Linked DNA regions of Mus musculus: region 2 is linked to region 1. A link is a contact called in public Hi-C data. All regions are on one chromosome and are shown on one strand. Each heading gives the region's core, a stretch centred on a gene start, on an enhancer-like site or on the middle of the called end of the contact. The rest is flanking DNA. Distances are from core to core; before and after follow the strand shown. Region 1 has its middle 10 kb from the start of Gm35748. Region 2 has its middle 3.8 kb from the start of Gm35813.

What was found. A called contact is a pair of places that touch in the nucleus more often than the background predicts.
Region 2: a Hi-C map of conventional dendritic cells shows a contact between it and region 1, with 3 times the contacts expected there. The contact joins two enhancer-like sites. A contact is called at or near these places in 6 of 484 Hi-C or Micro-C datasets (CD8 T cells, bone marrow-derived macrophages, conventional dendritic cells and 3 more) and 1 of 115 datasets of contacts at active chromatin or transcription factors (memory CD8 T cells).

Annotation. Positions count from the first base shown.
Region 1 is chr2:79,130,681-79,134,524 of GRCm38.p6, reverse strand. No RefSeq gene overlaps it. Among named protein-coding and RNA genes, the nearest start is that of Gm35748, 10 kb to the right of the region's middle. Within about 2 kb of position 2,239, at least 94 of the 459 cell types and tissues checked have an H3K27ac peak or open chromatin away from gene starts, as enhancers often do. A contact at or near this core is called in CD8 T cells and conventional dendritic cells, where this site is marked.
Region 2 is chr2:79,225,761-79,229,308 of GRCm38.p6, reverse strand. No RefSeq gene overlaps it. Among named protein-coding and RNA genes, the nearest start is that of Gm35813, 3.8 kb to the left of the region's middle. Within about 2 kb of position 1,453, at least 35 of the 459 cell types and tissues checked have an H3K27ac peak or open chromatin away from gene starts, as enhancers often do. A contact at or near this core is called in CD8 T cells and conventional dendritic cells, where this site is marked.

The DNA.
Region 1 (3,844 bases), core at 990-3,489:
CTACAATTTTCATTCAGCTCTCTCCCCTTATCATGTGCTAACCTTGCCCTCTGTAGGGAGTGAGTGAGGTTCTGAGTGCATGTGTGCCCTTGACACGTTTATTACCTGAAGACTCTGCCCGCCAGAGACTGCTCCTACCCAGACTACTGAAAACCTGCCTCATTGTACAGCTATGCATAGTACCTCTGCCTCATTGTTTATCTATATGGAATAATCCTGTCTCCAGGTTCAGCTTTAAGTAATAATTCTGCTTCCGTGTTCAATTATATATAATAAACACACTGAGCTGCTGTGCTGAGGTGCTGTGACTTCTGTCAGAAAGCTGAGGTCACCCAACTCCATCTCTTCAGTGTTTGTCTTTTCGTCATTCCCTTATGGCCCCGGTTAGGTCAATCCTTGGGGCTGCATTGAGTGTGGACTGCACCCTCCTTTGTTTCTTTTCTTTCATCCTCCCTCCCTTCCTTCTTCACTTCCTCCCTTCCTTCCTTCCTCCCTCCCTCCTTCCCTTCCCTCCTTCCTTTTTCCTTCCTTCCTTCCTTCCTTCCTTCCTTCCTTCCAGTTTCCTTCTTCCTTTCTTCTCAAACTGCATGTCCAGTTCTCTTTTAACTTCATGTCAAACTATAAGATCTGAAACTTGCAATCTTCTTGCATGTGTCTTGGGGGGTGGGGGAGGAGCCAGGATTGTATGCCTGTGCCACCACTATGCCTGGAAGGTTTTTATGAATATAGAATCATGCTAGGTTTTAAAAAAATTTTTAGCACTAGCATCCAGTGATTTTCTTCATTATGTTTTCCTAGCTATTTTTATGAGTTTACTTTATACATGAACTTTGAGTTGTCTAGCTTTAGAAAATTCCTGCAGTTTTAAAATTAATTTTCTGAATTTGCATTTGAAGCATTTTCTCCACATTCTAAAGATTTTTTCAAAGAATTTTTGGTTATAAAACCAGTGTTACCCTTTAAAAAATTAATTTTGTAAAATTAAGTCACTAAACATACTTCAGTTATTTCAGTATCAAAACTATATAAACCACATTAATAATATTTATTTAAATAATCACAAATATAAAGGTATAAGCTATTTTTAATTTTATGAATGAAAATTCTGTGATTGTGAAACTTTAAGATGTTTAGCTATATTATGTTTAGTTGTGTGTGTGTATGTGTGTGTGTATGTGAAACATTATATACTTTGAAGTAACATGAGCCACTTTGTAGTCACACACAGTTCCGTGAAGAGGGTATTTCTGGTTCCCATGGTGCTATATCAAGAAAAACCAAGATGTACAATGTTTCCCACTTACTCTGGTTGAAAAGTTCATTGACCATAGGAATGGATGTTGTAGCCCAAAATGAACTATCATTACCTGAACCCCAAGAACGTTGCGCTTCAGTACAGTCTCACCACAGTTATTGTTCAGCTAGTGATGCAGTCCCAAAACTATTAGTCCCTGTCTGCAGCTTTTTTCTTTGCTGCAAAACAATGAAATGCTAGCCCTATCTGAGACTTGTCCTGGCAATAAAATGAACAAAGATGCTCAGGAAATCATGGAGATCAAGGAAACACTTCACCAATGATGTCTAGAAATAACTCTAGAAGTTGGCCTGATGAAGTTCTACAACTGCAAACGAAAGGACAATTTAATTTTTTGAATGTATCCCCTCTTCTTTGTAGATCACCCTCTGTATTATTATGTTGTATTTACTCTGACTCAAAAAATGAGTTCCTAATTATCTCTGGATCTCTGAGCAACATATTACTTTAGTTTAACAATAGCTGTTCAATGAGGCATGGTAGCTCACGTCTGTGATCACCGCACTTAGGAGCCTGAGAGGTTCAGTCATTGTGCATTTGGGGCTAGCTTAGGCTCCACAGTGAGTACCAGCCTAGCCTAAGATACATCACTAAATTACTTAGTCAGAATGTAGTGCTGCCGTCAAGATAGTGTTTGGAGGGTACCCCAACCATTTAAGTAATTTTTATGTACAAAGAAGAGTTCACAGAGAGTTTAGAAGAACAAAATCTTACAAAACATGTGTGGCTTTCATGCTCAGCACTTCCCATTTTCATGTAACTTTTTCTCATGGGACTCACTTACTTCTGCTTCTACTATGAGTATTTAAAAGCACCAAGGAAACTTTCAAGGGAGTCATTTCTTACTTTGCACCAATGGGCTTACACATTGCTAATCTCACTTCTGAGCTGGTAAGGTCAACTCTGAGGGAAGCTTTAGTACTGGTGGTTTTAAGTCTGGGGAGAAGGTAGGGTTTGCTTTACTTCATAGAACTGTAGCTTAGAGACTCCCAGGGCATTTCAATTAGGGATTTCTCAGTAACCCAGATGCCTGGGAATAAGGCCATAGGAACTTGTCAAGCACGTGATGTACTTCTGTTCCTTTTATTACCTCATCCTCCTCTGTCACAGCTTTTCCTCTCACTGCGTCCTTCAGTCACAATAACACTTACTCCATGAGGCAGAATTATGTCCACTTTGCAGCTGTGAAACTTAAGACATGAAGATATTACACAGCTGTCCAAGGAGATTGATTTAGGCCTACCTAATATCAGAGCTGCTCATAGGACAGCCATTTATCTGTCACTCCCAGCCTGGTCAGACTACTCGATTTTAGGACTTATTTATCTCACCATTGATCTAGACTAGCCTCAGGATGAATACATTCCAAGCTCGTAAATATCTTTTCAAGGCCCTACTAATAAGCCCTCCCCTGTCCCTCCTGGAACTTGTCGGCCATTGGCTTCACTGACCCTGGGTTAGCAGAATTTATGTCAAATTGACACAAGCTAGAGTCATCTGAAGAGAGAGATCCTCAATTAAGAAAATAACTCCGTAAGATCAGCTATAAGCAAGCTCGTAGGGCATTTTCTTGATTAGCGACTGATGTGGATGTTATGGGTGGGGGGCACTCCTGGGCTGGTGGTCCTGGATTCTATACAAAGGGAAGCTGAGCAAGCTAAGTGGAGCAAGCCTTTAAGCAGCACCTTCTTATGGTCCCTATATCAGCTCCTGGCTCTAGGTTCCTGCCTTGTTCAAGTTCCTGTCCCAGCTTCCTTCAGTGTTTACTACACTTGTTGGTGGAGTGAACCTGGGAGATAAGGGCATGAAAATGAGTCAGACTAAAGTCTCACATATTAACCAACTTTGTTCAGAGCATCAGACAGTTTATACTCTGACAGTTAAGAAGAATCATATTAGTGAGGTGATCAGTTACAAAAACAAGCCACAGGTGGCAAAAACGTTTTTTTCCCCATAGAGGCATGACTATAACAACACCTGAAATAAACTCATGCCTATCTGCCACACCTGGGAGGAGCATTTACACACACTCCAAGAATAATTCTGTGCGTTGTTGTTTTTTTTCCCGAGACAGGGTTTCTCTGTACAGCCTTGACTGTCCTGAAACTCACTTTGTAGACCAGGCTGGCCACGAACTCAGAAATCTGCCTGCCTCTGCCTCCGAAGTGCTGGGATTAAAGGAGTGCGCCACCACCACCCGGCTATACTTCTGTGTTTTAAGGAAACTAAATTCACAAGAAGTCTTGTCTGCTTTCTTGCCGTTTTCTCACAAGAACTCAGAATTCTCATGCAATTCCATTCTTGGACTATGTTCCAACACTTCAGTGATAAAGAGTGAAGTGGAAGCCAAATAAACGTTCTCTCCTTAAGTAGTTTTGAGTCATGGTATTTTATCGCAGGAATAGTAACCCTAAGACATATTCTGAGTAGAAGATACAGTCACTTTTGTGATTATCCTCTATCATGATGCAATCCTCCGCCAAAGATGACCAGCCTACATCCACAAGTATATTAATCATCTGCCAAAAC
Region 2 (3,548 bases), core at 204-2,703, 96 kb before region 1:
TTCTCAATAATTTAAGATATGGCAGCTTAAAAATGTAGACTGAGAATAGTCTTAATAAGGCAGGCGAGACATCTTAGTGGAGCTAAACTCACAGAAGCGTCTGCCAATGTTTTGAAGTATCCAGATCCAAACTGAAAGGTTTTGATTAAAATATTCTCGTGGGTGTCGAGATGTCTTTTACGGTACTTTTTACAGGTACTAGGCATTCCTGTGTCAGGTCATGATTAAACTCTTGTCATGAAGGGGGAGTCTGTAAAGGTCACTTCTGTGTCATGGGTGTCGTGTACATGTACACAGACCATTCAACACTTAAGTGAGAGGAACATTATGCTAAGTATTTAAAGCAACCTGTCAATTAATAAATACTGATTAAATGGTGCCACCCCTGAGCAGGTTGTCCTGAGTTGTATAGGAATGCAGGCCAAGGAAGCTATGAGGAGCAAGCCAATGTAGAGTATTCTCCTGGGGACCTTACTCTAGTTCCTACCCCAAGTTCCTGCCCAAACTTCCCTTCCAGATGGACTGTGATGTAGAACTGTTTATAGAAACAAAATCCTCTCCTCCCCCAAGTAAACTTTCGGTTGTGATATTTTCTAGCAGTAATAGAAACCATAACCAAGACATCAGGAATCTCAGAATAATATGACTTTCAAAACTCAGAGCTAAGCAGGCAAAAATGCGGCCTTCTCTTCCATGTGATAAATTTCTGAAGTTCACTGCCCAAAAGACAAACAAGAACCAGCAGGGATTTGGACTTTTCTGGCTTACTCTAGAGTAAGCCATCTCATCAGCAAGCAGTCATAGGGACCTAATGTAGCTTCTGCCTCTAACTGCCCAATCCCAGAACCAGTGTCTTCTGGGAACCAGTATTTAGGTAGCAGCTTACACAAAGAAACCAGGTCTTTGAGAGCTGCCCTTAGAATCAGAGCCAGGGCACATACTTTGGGGTTACCAAGATTTATTGCTTCTTGTGAAATCATGGTGATATTTCTGTTCTTCCATTCTGTCCTTTAGAAGAGCATTGGTACCAAGATGCTGTGACCTTATTTCAGCCTTTCATTTTTCTTTATAGTTTTCTTTTCGATAAATTCCTCTTTCTGACTTCCCTATTCTAGTAACCGGTAGTGTTTCCCTTAGTTACTAAGGACCTCAATCACATTTTTCTCATTTCCCCTTCTGGTGTGCCTTTAAAATACATGTTCTGCTCCTGTGTATTTTCCAAGCAGCCCCAATGCCCCACATGTCTCTGCAGTTTTACAAAGTTCCACTCTTTGCCTGGCTTTGTTAATTTTCCAACCTCAAGTTCTCTCTTTCGGTCCCCACCCCCTGCCCCCCAACAAACACACAAGGCAAACGTCTCTCTCTAAAACAACTCCTGCCCATAACTCTGCTGTTTATGAACATTCTGTGGCTCACCACTAACCCCAAAATAAACATAAAACTCTGGGCAGCATTATGATGTGATCTGTGTATGATGCAGACAGTGACTCTGAGCCTATCCCATTATGTACTTTACTCCTACACTGTAAAGTGCCTTCCTATTCTCAAAGGTGATTTTACTTAGTCATTTGAAAATGCTTGCAGTGTCGATAGATGTCAGGGACACAGCAATGAAAATGAAAAATACCATCCTTGAGTACACAATACTTAGAGTCCAGAAAGGCTTATAAACAAACACATTTCAATGAAAATCACGATAAGACAGCAATAGGACCATGGCTTGGAGTTTAAAAGGAGACTCATCAAAGGAAATGACATTCACACTGAGACATGAAGGCAACATGAAGAATGGGCCAGCCAGATGTCAAGTAGAGGATAAGGAGTTAGTACAAACCCATGGGTGATAATGAGCCTGCCTACTTTATGTAATTAAAATACATTTTGCTCTGCAGGGATGGAGTATGTTGTTGCCTAATAAATGATAGGATGGAACCTATGAACTAGGATGAGGGATTTGGAGTTTGGAGGGCTGGGAGGGGCTAACACAAATTAAAGTGCTATAAAAAAACCTTTATGGAAACTTGAAATTTTTATTAGTCTGCTTTATAAAGCAAAATTAATAAAACAGTTTGAAAGGGACCATCCTTCATGGGGAAATGATGCTCCTCCCAGAAGGCTCAGGTTATGTAAATGATGCTCCTCCCAAAAGGCTCAGGTTATTACCTGAAAACCCTAGTGTCACATGGTGATTCCTTCCTAAAAGCTGCTGGTTAGGGACGCCTCAAGGCTCCTGAAAAAATGCAGGCTATTGATTGCCAATGGCCTTGTTTGTCCTGCAAATCATATAGTTAGACCATAGGTATTGCCGGATACATGACATTAAGAAATGAAGCTAAGTCGGAGCTGAAAGTTTCTTAGCTGGCTTTCACAGTGCCTGGAGGTGCTATCCAAACTGCCGAAGCAGGCAAACCATCAATGGTTCTGCTCATTTGTAGACCTCAAAAGCTACAGGAAGTATCTACCTGGCAAGGTGTGTCCACGGATGTAATGGTGGTATGATCATCATGGGGGAAAACAACTCCCTTCTAATTGGATTTGAGGCCCATTACACAGGAGGGAACTTATGCCTTGTACTATAAGCCTAGTCAAGGAACTGTGGCTAGGAAGTCAAAGACCCCAGGGGAAAACTAATGTGTTCTTTTGCTAAATGGACAGAGTATCAGACTTTCTTCAAAGTGTTTATGTTTGTACCTGTCGCGTAGGATTGTTCTCAAGCCGCATCTAGAAGCTTCATTTTACAACGAGCCAGTAAGAGCAGAAAGCCACAGCTGGTCACAGTGCAGAAAACACATGACTGTGGAATGCTTGGCTCTAAATAAGGCATATATATCATCTTTCCTAGGCTTAGAAAACATCTTACAAGAGGGACACAAATATATAAGAGCCAGAAGTTGGGGAGGCATCTGCAGAAGAGTATTTTCTGAACACGTCACAGGCACTGGACTCATGAATTCACTGTGACTATGGCTACCTGCACATATGGCTACATGAGACAAAGCCAAACTCCATTTCACTGTGGGTAAGGGGGAAAATCTCGTGAAAATCCACCCCTCAGTTTGGGACTGTGGACAGTGAGTGGTCAATTGCCATTTTCTTTAGTGGAAGAGTCACTTATAAGATGCCAGTACTCCAGTAAATAACCCCCCTAGTCACACTTATGCAGGCAGATTAATTACACTCAGCTTTAAAAAAAAAGTAAGAGCCATTTCTTCATTCTTCAAGTAAACTATATTTTCAGTAAAGCTCCCTATTCAAGGATTAAGAGAAGAGAGAATCTAAACACACAGGCTAAACATCCAGAAATGTTTTAAAAATGTTTCTGTTGGAAAGACTGAATTATTATATTATCAGTAACACTAATAGTAGAGAGGGGAAAAAAAGGCAGGATATAGCAGTAAAGGAAACTATCAACTGGGATGTGATTCTCTATGTAGCAAAGAGAAAACAGGACCCCAGGTGAGAGGTTTGTTTTAGACAAAAGGGACAGTGTTCCCTAATCAATCGCAGGAAGAGAGTATGTATGTTTGCCTTGAGGGAATGTGTATTCG